Linked DNA regions of Rattus norvegicus: region 1 is linked to region 2. The links are chromatin contacts, called in public Hi-C maps. All regions are on one chromosome and are shown on one strand. Each heading gives the region's core, a stretch centred on a gene start, on an enhancer-like site or on the middle of the called end of the contact. The rest is flanking DNA. Distances are from core to core; before and after follow the strand shown.

The links. Hi-C and Micro-C count contacts between places; a contact is called where the count stands out from the background.
Region 1: a contact with region 2 is called in a Hi-C map of prefrontal cortex, with 5 times the contacts expected there. The contact joins two enhancer-like sites. A contact is called at or near these places in 4 of 12 Hi-C or Micro-C datasets (the A7r5 cell line, Schwann cells, frontal cortex and 1 more).

What each region holds. Positions count from the first base shown.
Region 1 is chr1:8,773,804-8,778,766 of GRCr8, reverse strand. All of the region lies in intron 51 of Utrn (utrophin), which reads left to right. Among named protein-coding and RNA genes, the nearest start is that of Utrn, 270 kb to the left of the region's middle. Within about 2 kb of position 1,921, at least 32 of the 93 cell types and tissues checked have an H3K27ac peak or open chromatin away from gene starts, as enhancers often do. A contact at or near this core is called in prefrontal cortex, where this site is marked.
Region 2 is chr1:7,655,228-7,660,281 of GRCr8, reverse strand. All of the region lies in intron 3 of Epm2a (EPM2A glucan phosphatase, laforin), which reads right to left. Among named protein-coding and RNA genes, the nearest start is that of Epm2a, 110 kb to the right of the region's middle. Within about 2 kb of position 3,466, at least 49 of the 93 cell types and tissues checked have an H3K27ac peak or open chromatin away from gene starts, as enhancers often do. A contact at or near this core is called in prefrontal cortex, where this site is marked.

The sequences.
Region 1 (4,963 bases), core at 672-3,171, 1.1 Mb before region 2:
AGTCCAGGGCGTTCATTATTTTAATTACAATTTAAATGTAAGCTCTGTGGGTTTTGTAGTATCACTCATTGAGAAGCATTGGCTCTTTTCTGGGTGAACTCCAGAGTCGCTGTGGCCTTTCCGGTGTAGGTGTGGAAATGTGCTGATTTGATTGGAAAGACTGTATTTTAGAATTTTCATCCCGTCTCGTCCTGTGCTTCTACTTCTATCCCACAGGAGACAGAAGAACATTCAGCTCTCCCCCTGTACCCAACAGTGTGCTTGTGGGGCGAACACCCATTTCACCTGTTGGCTCTGGAACAGGAATTGTACAGGTTAAGCATCCCTAACTTAAAGCAGACAAACAAAAGACTGAAACCAAGATGCTCTCTATGCTACCATGAGGTCTTACATGTTCCACACACATTTCCTCTCATGACACAGAATCATCAATAACGCTATAAAAACTGTCCTTGGAGTTGGTGCTCATTAAGGTCCGTGTGAAACGCAAATTGACTGTTGTGTGTAGGCTTGGGTTCCACCTCTGGAACACCTCAGTGTATTTATGCAAGTATGTTATTCCATGATGAGGAAAAAAAAAACCCAAAAGCCAAAAGCAAAACAAAAACAAAAAACAAACAAGACCTGAAGCCTCAAACACTCCTGGGCCCAAGCATTTCAGGTGTAAGATGTTCAACTTGTAAGTTCATATTTTTTATAGCTAGTCTTCTGTACGGTATTTACACACTGTGTTGTTTATTTACATTCTGTAATTCAGTTTTTTTGTATACTCAAAAAACTGTACAGCCATAGCTCCTGTCAAGACCACCTCACCACCAGTACCACATAGACACCTCAGAATCCTACTTTCCCCTTTAGGATTACTTGTCATTTTCAGCCCTTCAGACTCCTGACCTGGATTCTTCACTAATCTCTTTCTTATCTGCCTAAGAACTAGCATTTCCAATTAATGCTAATGGGCCATTTTGGGTGGCTTTGGCAGCCTTGCCAGGAGGAGGCAGTATAGATTCTCAATAAGGAGCTGATGGAAAATTGTATGCAGGCCGAATTTTCCCGACAAACCAGCTCTGTTAAACCCAATCTCGAGACCTTAAATCACACGAGTGTGAAGGACTCAGGAGACAGGGGAAGAAAAAGAAGTTCCCGAAAATGTCAATTTTCTGATGGTAACATCACGGAGAAGTGACTGGACAGTGTTCCCTGGGCAATCAGAATAAGCCAGACCTTGATAATGTGCTACATGCCGGCTTAGTTTCTGCTGTGCCCTTTGGCTCAGCCACTTAGTCATTCTGGGATACTCTGTCCTCTAAGACATTAGACTCAAACTGGTTATCATAGTGCGAAATGCGTATCAGACATGTATGTATACATGCACATGTATGCAAACAAATATGAGTGCACGCGCGTACACACACACACACACACACACACACACACACACACACACTGGCCCGTCATATGTTATTATACAATTGTTATTTCGGATTTCTTATATGTGAAATTGAAACAGCTCCTTGACAGAAAGCTTATGAAGACGATGTTTAAGAGGGAGATGGAGGAGGTGGCCATGATCTATAGTCGTTGCAGCCTGCCTGTTTTTAACTTGGCTGTTTACTTAGGGGGCTCCTACTTGATTTCTAGCGTGATTTACTCCTATGTGGGGATCTGGAAGCCTATCTTTTGGCTCTGCCTTTGGAGCTTAGGTAAACCCGTATCCCTAGGTAAATATGTTCAGTTTTGTCTTGGAGACACTCTGCCCAGATCGGCTTAAGGTGTTTTATTTGCCCAGAGTGGGCTTCTGTCCTTCGAGACAAATCCCTCTGTGCTCCTCAGTATTTCTACTCATCCCACAAGCACAGCCAGAGCGGAGCCGCGTTCCTCTGGGAGTGCTCACATCCCTCGGTAAAGCATCAGGCTCCCTGCCGCTCGGTGTCTCCTCACGTAAACCCAGCCACCAGGCGTGCACCGTGGCAGTGATGGGGTTCGCTCTCTTTCCCCAGGGGAAGTTGGCTTTGTATCTTTAGCTTTAGTGCTTCACTTAATATCTCCTCGGCTCCGGAGCGCTCTCTTTCCCTGCAGCCAGCAGTGCTTGGCCGCCCTGCAACTTGCTTCATTTCTGGCCATGCCAGGCTGAGCAGGTCCTGGCGGTGAGCATCTGCTGGGGGCTGTCTGGGTGGCGTTCTTCAGTGTTTTTGTCTAATCCAGAAGTTGATGGACTCCCAGACTCCTTTTCTCTAGAACCTTAACAACAACACCCTCCCCCCCTTTATCTTTCAAATGCATGTCTGGAAACGAGCATGCTCAGAGAACTGGCAAATCATTGTCCAGTGACCGGGAGGAAATGATCGCTGCTCTTCATTTATAATGCAAATTCTGAGGACTCTTCAGAAGTGTGGTAAACTTAAAATGATGGCCGTGGTGAGAACGTCTCTGCAGAAAGTTGTGGTCTTGTTACACCGTTTACAAAGGATGGCAGTTTCCTCTCCGCGGTACCAGAAGCTCTGCAAGGTAACTGATTGGAAATAGGGAGTGGGTGTCTAAAGGATCCACTGTTGCCTGGCTGGGAGATGTACATCTTCCTTGCTCTTGTGAAGGGAAGGAAAAACTCCCTTTCCAGGCAACTGATTGCAAAAGCTGTTAAGAGGAATTGCTCCACTAAAATTTATTTAAGCCTCTAAAACAAGTACTGTTCTAGTACATATTTTACCATCCAGAGCCTAGTCTTCTGAGATGGGTCGTTTGGAGAAAATATGACAAACTATTTTCATTAAGACCTGTTACCTCTGGGGTACTTGGCAATATCTTAATATTTAATGACACATCCATCCAATGTTAAACTCCAGGAAAAATCAGAAAGAGAGCTCAAAATGGTCTCTTAACAGATTGCTTAATGCATTCTTCTTTTTATAGTTGATTTTTTTTTCCAATTAAGAAAAGTGATGTCCATTTTAGAGGCACAAGCTCAGCCCCATTGCAAATATTTCTTATATCCTTGGAGTCTCCACATGTCGTAGTTAAAGTTGGAGAACTCGATTTCCTGTGGACAGGTGGGTTGAGTAGTATTTTAGGATGTAACTTGTTTGACAGTTGTACATTTTGAATGTAATGTCAGTCATTCTAAGCACGGGCTGTCCGGCGTCCTCCTGTGTTGTTTTGGGTTAGTATTTGTTATTGCTGTCTCCTTATTTTTATAAAAGCGAGATGATATGATGTGAAAGTAAGATTAGAGCATCAGTAAGTCAATTTTTATGTTATTACAGTGATACACTCTTTCTCCCTGTAAAATTCTAAAGAAGGCACCTCACTGCTCTTTAAAAGACCAACTGATCTGTAATTGGGAAACCTGCCTCTTATGACGTTATTTTTCTGAAGATATTAAATTTGATGTGTTGAAGCACCTAGGCTCTGCCTATAAGGCAGCGGGGTCCAGGCTGGCAAGCTGGATTCTGTTTATCTGACTTTCTTTTTTTATCACACTTTTGTGCCTTACAGTTTGTCTAATTTAATGTATATCTGCCCAGAAACTTTCTTTTTAAAATGTAATTTTAGGAAATAGATTGAGGTAGGGAGAAACGTTTTAACGAAATACTGTGTTTCCATCTGTATTAGATTAGCTAAAGCTTGGTTCAACCTGTTAACCCAGTTAAAAAAGTACTCAACAAACTGTTGGCTATGTTGGGATTTGATCTATTTTAAAGAATTGGTGCGTTTCTGTAACATGTTTACCTTTTCACAAAGAGCCGGTTTTGATAATGGAGAAGAAAGCTCCATTCACTAATGTGTTAGCATTTTACTTTTTAACTATCGGAACAGAAACACAAATTATTAATACATGTTACTTTTTTTTTTTAAAAAGCTAATGGTATAAACGTATGAAGCATTAAAAGAAAAAGCTGGGTTATTATTTTTCTCATCTATTTCCGTGAGCATTTTCACAAAAGGAGAGGGGTTTTTGAGCTGTAAGGCCATGGGATGAGTTTACTTTGATGCTGCGTAAAGGGAAATTAAGGGGCTGGAGAAAGCTACGACAGTAGTCTCATGGTAGGACCCTAAATAGGGATGCGTTATGTTACAGAAGTCATGGGGAAGTTTAGTTCCAACAAGAGCGTTCTTTGGGAAGATTTATCGAGATTTGTAATTTCCCCAAGATGCCTTAGGATTTAAATAGTCAGCATGGGCATTACCTTTTGGAAACCCGAGGTTGTCTTATTTGCAACTGAAATTTACCCTTCATATATTCTCTACCGAAAGCTAATTTAGCTACTGCTCGGACAGTGCCATGGGGGACACACAGTTCCAGTACTTTCCAGTAGGTGTCAATGTAAGGCAGTGATATATGGGATTTGGGGACTCCAGACAGGGAAGTGGCATGATATTGATGATTATGGATAAATGAGCCGGTAACAGGTATATTTTATTTATCGTATTTGGGAAATGGATCCTAATTCCTGTCGTTATGAATAAAAGTTATAGGTAGAGAACTAAATGTCCGTTGTCCCTCTCTGTTAATGACACGGTATCTATAGCTACTGAATGTGCTTATTACCACTGGTGCTGCTGTGCTGTGCCGGAAGTTTGACCAGATGTGCTGTTTTCAGACTTAGCACCACACCACGCTGACCGCTCTTTCTTTTAAATTGCAAACATCGTCCTGGCTATTTTCCCCAATATCTCAAGCATTCTCTAAATTTAGTCCTTCAGAAAGGAAATGTTAAACACTCCAGTTTTTGCCATAAAAATACAAAAAGAATATATTTTAAGTTCATTTAAAGACTGGGAAGAGAGAGAGAGAGAGAGAGAGAGAGAGAGAGAGAGAGAGAGAGAGAGAGATTGCATCGCCCAAGGGAGGAGTCTATTTTGCATTCATCTTGGCATTTTTGAAATCCGATGTCTGAATATTTGTACCCTCTTTCTCTTTCTCATCTTTCTTTCTTTTGCCTGTTGTGTGGGACATCAGTCATTT
Region 2 (5,054 bases), core at 2,217-4,716:
TGTCCCTTTTCTAATGAGAAAGAAAGATTGTGAGTTTGGGTAGGTGGAAGGAGGGGGGCCTAGGAAGGAGGAGAGGAGGCTCATAATTGAATATATTGTACAAAAAAATCTACTTTCAATAAATGATGAAGAAAGTCCACAGCTTAGGAGTTAGAGAACGAGTCTTGCTTCTTTGGGGGAATCCTATAGCAGGTGCTATCTCTTATCCTCAACTTTTGCATGAAGGAAGTGGAGATCTGTCCTGATTATTTAAACCGTTACTCCATTGCTGCCCAACAGTCTGACTCCAAAGCCAGAGTCTTTGCTCCTGTGCTGTGTTCCTGCCTCATCCACCCGGTTGCTGGTACCTTCTGCGTCATCTCAGTCTCTGTTCTCACAAGTCCCTCCATGTGGCTGTGACCCGGTGTCTTCCTGGCTCTAAGACGTCACCAAGGAATGAAAACAGGATCCCCAGTGTACAAGAGAGCCCATGCCAGTCAGAGCACCAAAAGGTAAGTATAATCTATTCATGTATGAGTGTGAGTATGCGTGTACGTGTGTGTGTGTGTGTGTGCATGCGTGTTTGTGTGTGTGTGTGACACAGATTTGATAAGTTTCCAGCCTTAAACAGTACAGTGGGAAAAAAAAAGAAAACCTAATTATTTTGTAAAGGTTTATTTCATTGTTACCGTGTGTATGATTGTTTGCCTCCATTTACACACCTGTGTCCTGTGCAGATTCTGTGCTTGTGAGAGCCAGAAGCGGGTGTCAAATCCCCTGAAACTGGAGTGACAGACGGTTGTGAGCTACCATGTGCGAGCTGGGAATCCCAAGTCCTCTGCGGGAGCAGCAAGCGCTCTTAACCACTGAGCCATCTCCCCAGTTCCCAGATTCTTTTCTTATGGAAAATATTCCAGGTTTTAAATGTTGCTAACTAAATTGGGAAAAAAATTGCAAACCTTATGTAGGTCAAACAAAGTACTCCACCATCTGTGTTTCTCTCCTTGGAATTTAAAACAAGCATTGGGTGTAAATAGACACTCAACAATCATTACATCCTCTATAAAAAGGAACGGGGAACAACGGTCAGGCAATCCCACTTGTTTGATCTGACACATGGTGACTTCTCTGTTCTACCTCCTACTCCATACCTGCTGAGAGGCTAATCTAAGTCTGGAATGACTAAAAGCTCCCTGAAAGGGAGGCAGGTATTGAACAGGCCAAGGTGATAAGAAATGGAAGAACATTTTGTCATCCGACTCTAGTACCTGAGGTAAGGGAGGTCGAAAGTCTCTCAAAGGTCTAAAGTTGACCAAGGTAGAAATCTACAGCTACATCTTTCCTTTCTTACCCTGGGAGTGACATACAACTGTACATTATTATTTTACCTAGAACGTCTTGTTTTCCACCTTTAGGATATAGTATAAATGAGGGTATATCTTATCTGTAACGTCTTTTGGTACATAAAGAACTTCCACCCCGATTGCAGACTGGTACAACCATTCTGGAAATCAGTCTGGAGGTTCCTCAGAAAATTGGACATTGAACTGCCTGAGGATCCAGCTATACCTCTCTTGGGCATATACCCAAAAGATGCCCCAAAATATAAAAAAGACACATGCTCCACTATGTTCATCGCAGCCTTATTTATAATAGCCAGCAGCTGGAAAGAACCCAGATGCCCTTCAACAGAGGAATGGATACAGAAAATGTGGTACATCTACACAATGGAATATTACTCAGCTATCAAAAACAATGACTTTATGAAATTCATAGGCAAATGGATGGAACTGGAAAATATCATCCTGAATGAGGTAACCCAATCACAGAAAAACACACATGGTATGCACTCATTGATAAGTGGCTATTAGCCCAAATGCTTGAATTACCCTAGATGCCTAGAACAAATGAAACTCAAGATGGATGATCAAAATGTGAATGCTTCACTCCTTCTTTAAAAGGGGAACAAGAATACCCTTGGCAGGGAAGAGAGAGGCAAAGATTAAAACAGAGACTGAAGGAACACCCATTCAGAGCCTGCCCCGCATGTGGCCCATCCATATACAGCCACCCAATTAGACAAGATGGATGAAGCAAAGAAGTGCAGGCCGACAGGAGCCGGATGAAGATCGCTCCTGAGAAACACAGCCAGAATACAGCAAATACAGAGGCGAATGCCAGCAGCAAACCACTGAACTGAGAATAGGACCCCCCGTTGAAGGAATCAGAGAAAGAACTGGAAGAGCTCCAAGGGGCTCGAGACCCCTTATGAACAACAATGCCAAGCAACCAGAGCTTCCAGGGACTAAGCCACTACCTAAAGACTATACATGGACTGACCCTGGACTCTGACCTTATAGGTAGTAATGAATATCCTAGTAAGAGCACCAGTGGAAGGGGAAGCCCTGGGTCCTGCTAAGACTGAACCCCCAGTGAACTAGATTGTTGGGGGGAGGGCGGCAATGGGGGGAGGATGGGGAGGGGAACACCCATGTAGAAGGGGAGGAGGAGGGGTCAGGGGGATGTTTGCCCGGAAACCCGGGAAAGGGAATAACACTCGAAATGTAAATAAGAAATACTCAAGTTAATAAAAAAAAAAAAAAAAGAACTCCCACCCCTAATTGAGGGGCTATGAGCACTTGACAGCTTCTCAGCAAAGAGAGCCATTTTTCCTTGCAAAAGTGTCTCCTCTAGGTTGACCATGCACCATATAGGCAGCACATGATTTATTTACAAAACAAAGAAAAAGAGGGTGCAAAATGGAAAGTGTATAAGAAGGTAAGGGTGCAGGATGGATCTAGAAGGAATTACAGGGAGGCCTGCAGGTGGGGGTGTCCAAATACATTTTATGAAATTCTCAGAATTAATAAAATCCTTCTAAACTTGTGACTACTCCTACAGTCTGTTATAGTAATCTCTATATAATAGAGATCCCATCCCTTGATGGCCAGTAGAGGAACAGACCTGCCTATACCACAAGCTAGCTAGCCCCCAAGGACAGCCAGGCTCCTGCCAGGTATTTAGGCTCCAAGGTCAGTGTTGCAGCAGAAAGGCAGAGGTAAATTGAGTCTGCTGAACGAGAAAATGACTGAAGCCGGGATAACAAAGCAACGCCCAGGGTCTTAGAACTCCCTGGGAAGGAAAGGGTTAAGCTGTTACAGGAACAGAGCAGAGATCAATACTCAATGGAACTTCCCCTGAGATAGGAGTTTAAATGAGCAAATACAGTTTATTTCTTTGATTTGGAGTTTTGGTGGTTTTTTTTTTCCCCCCATTCCCCAGGTGAAAGAGACAAACCTTAAAAAAAAAAAAAGAAGAAGAAGAAGAAGAAGTAGAACTGAAAGGGAAGAAGATGTCTAAGCCAGCCGTCCTTATATGACAAAATGTACAACAGGAAGGATCAATAGGACAATTGACTGCAGCCAGTCTATGACAATCGAGTCTAACAGACTCTCCTTCCAGACTTCGCCCGACAGCATTATGCAGCAGCTCGGAATGCTTCCAGACAGATCCTGCTCCTCCTCTTGGAGTTCTAAAAATACCCAGGTAGAGTAATCTATACGTGCCCTGGTCTGTAATTGTACGCTACATAGATTAATCTGTTGGGAGAAAGTCACCCTGCCACTCTGGAATGGTTAACTCTTTGATAAACTGTCAAGGTCCATCCGAACCAAAGAAATCCTTTCTTCAGTGTCAGAGTTTGGGCTACTGCAGTTGTGAGCTCCTTGGCTCTCACCCTGTTGCTGTTAGCTCTGCACGGAGCTACCATGGACACCCTGACCTGGTGACCCAGTGAGCCCCCACAGCCATGCTTTGAATACAATTACAATGGCTCCTAGCAGATAGATGACACCAAGCTACTGTGCAAATTGCCTTTTAACCTCAGACCCTTCAGTTAGCAGAGCATGGGATGGGGTGAGAGAGTAGCAGTGAGAATGAACGGCTCCATTGCTCCCTGCCGGTTTCCCTCCTGTTTACCCAAGTGGGCAACAAAGTTGCGAAATTAGAACCACAGAAGCCAAGTAAAAATCTCTGTGCTACACTCGAAAGCTCTAACAATTCTTTGTCTTAAAACCAGAGGAACAGTCTTCGGAGAGTTAATCTGTCCTTCTGTTTATGCAAACTGGTTTGTTTGGGGTTTGGCTCAAGAAAAGGCAGGGCTCTGAAATTCCACCTGAGGTTTCTGAAGGGTCAAGATGGCCAGTGAGGTGGGTTTCCTATGGCCCTCAGGGGCTCTGCTTTACAGACCTCTGGTTGCTGGGAGACAAACTATGTTGACTTCACTTGACTGCAACTCATCAAGAACTGAAATCATGTGGGCCTGGGAACACTGCTTGAAGCGCACAAAGAAACGGGTAGTTGCTACTTCGCAGCCCGGCTTTGGGAGCAGCAGTTCTGTGAGTCAGAATGACATACTTGAAATCTGGGACATGACTCTTTCCAGTCTTAGGTCCTGGTCCCATTACATAACCGTTTTTGTACCTATCTCTTCCTCTGCAAAATCCTCTTCCTCTGACTACAATGTCTGCCTAGAATCTTCTTGAAGCTGATGAATTAATCCATTTTGTTCCTGAGAGGTGTTGGGAGACATAGCATGCATTACACAGAGAGAGCTGAGTGGGGGAGAAATGTTTTCTAGCTTCCTGGCCAGGCTTCACTGCCAATTTTACCCAGAAGAACAAATCGCCAAACTCCCCAACCCCATGCACCCTCTACAGCTCTCTGCTGCCCCCTGCTGACACGTTATTAATACTGTCATCAGGAGGTCATTCTCTTACCAGAAAAGTTAGCCCTAATTTTCAGCAACTGTCAATCGTATCTGTAAATGGCTCTTCTACAAGTCCAAGCTTCTGTGCCCTTTTCTGTGCTCCTCCTTGCCCCCACATTGCCCTCTCTCTGCCCACATCTCCCCGTCCAAGCCAGGCCTACTTCAAATGCCATGAAAATTGTGTAGCCTGTCTATCTGCCCGTCTAGAGAAGCCATAATCTCCAGGGCACATGGCATCGTTCACTGTCCATTCTCCTCTGCGCTGTAATTGATTCTGAACTTGTCTTGCTGCTGCGTACTTACGTTG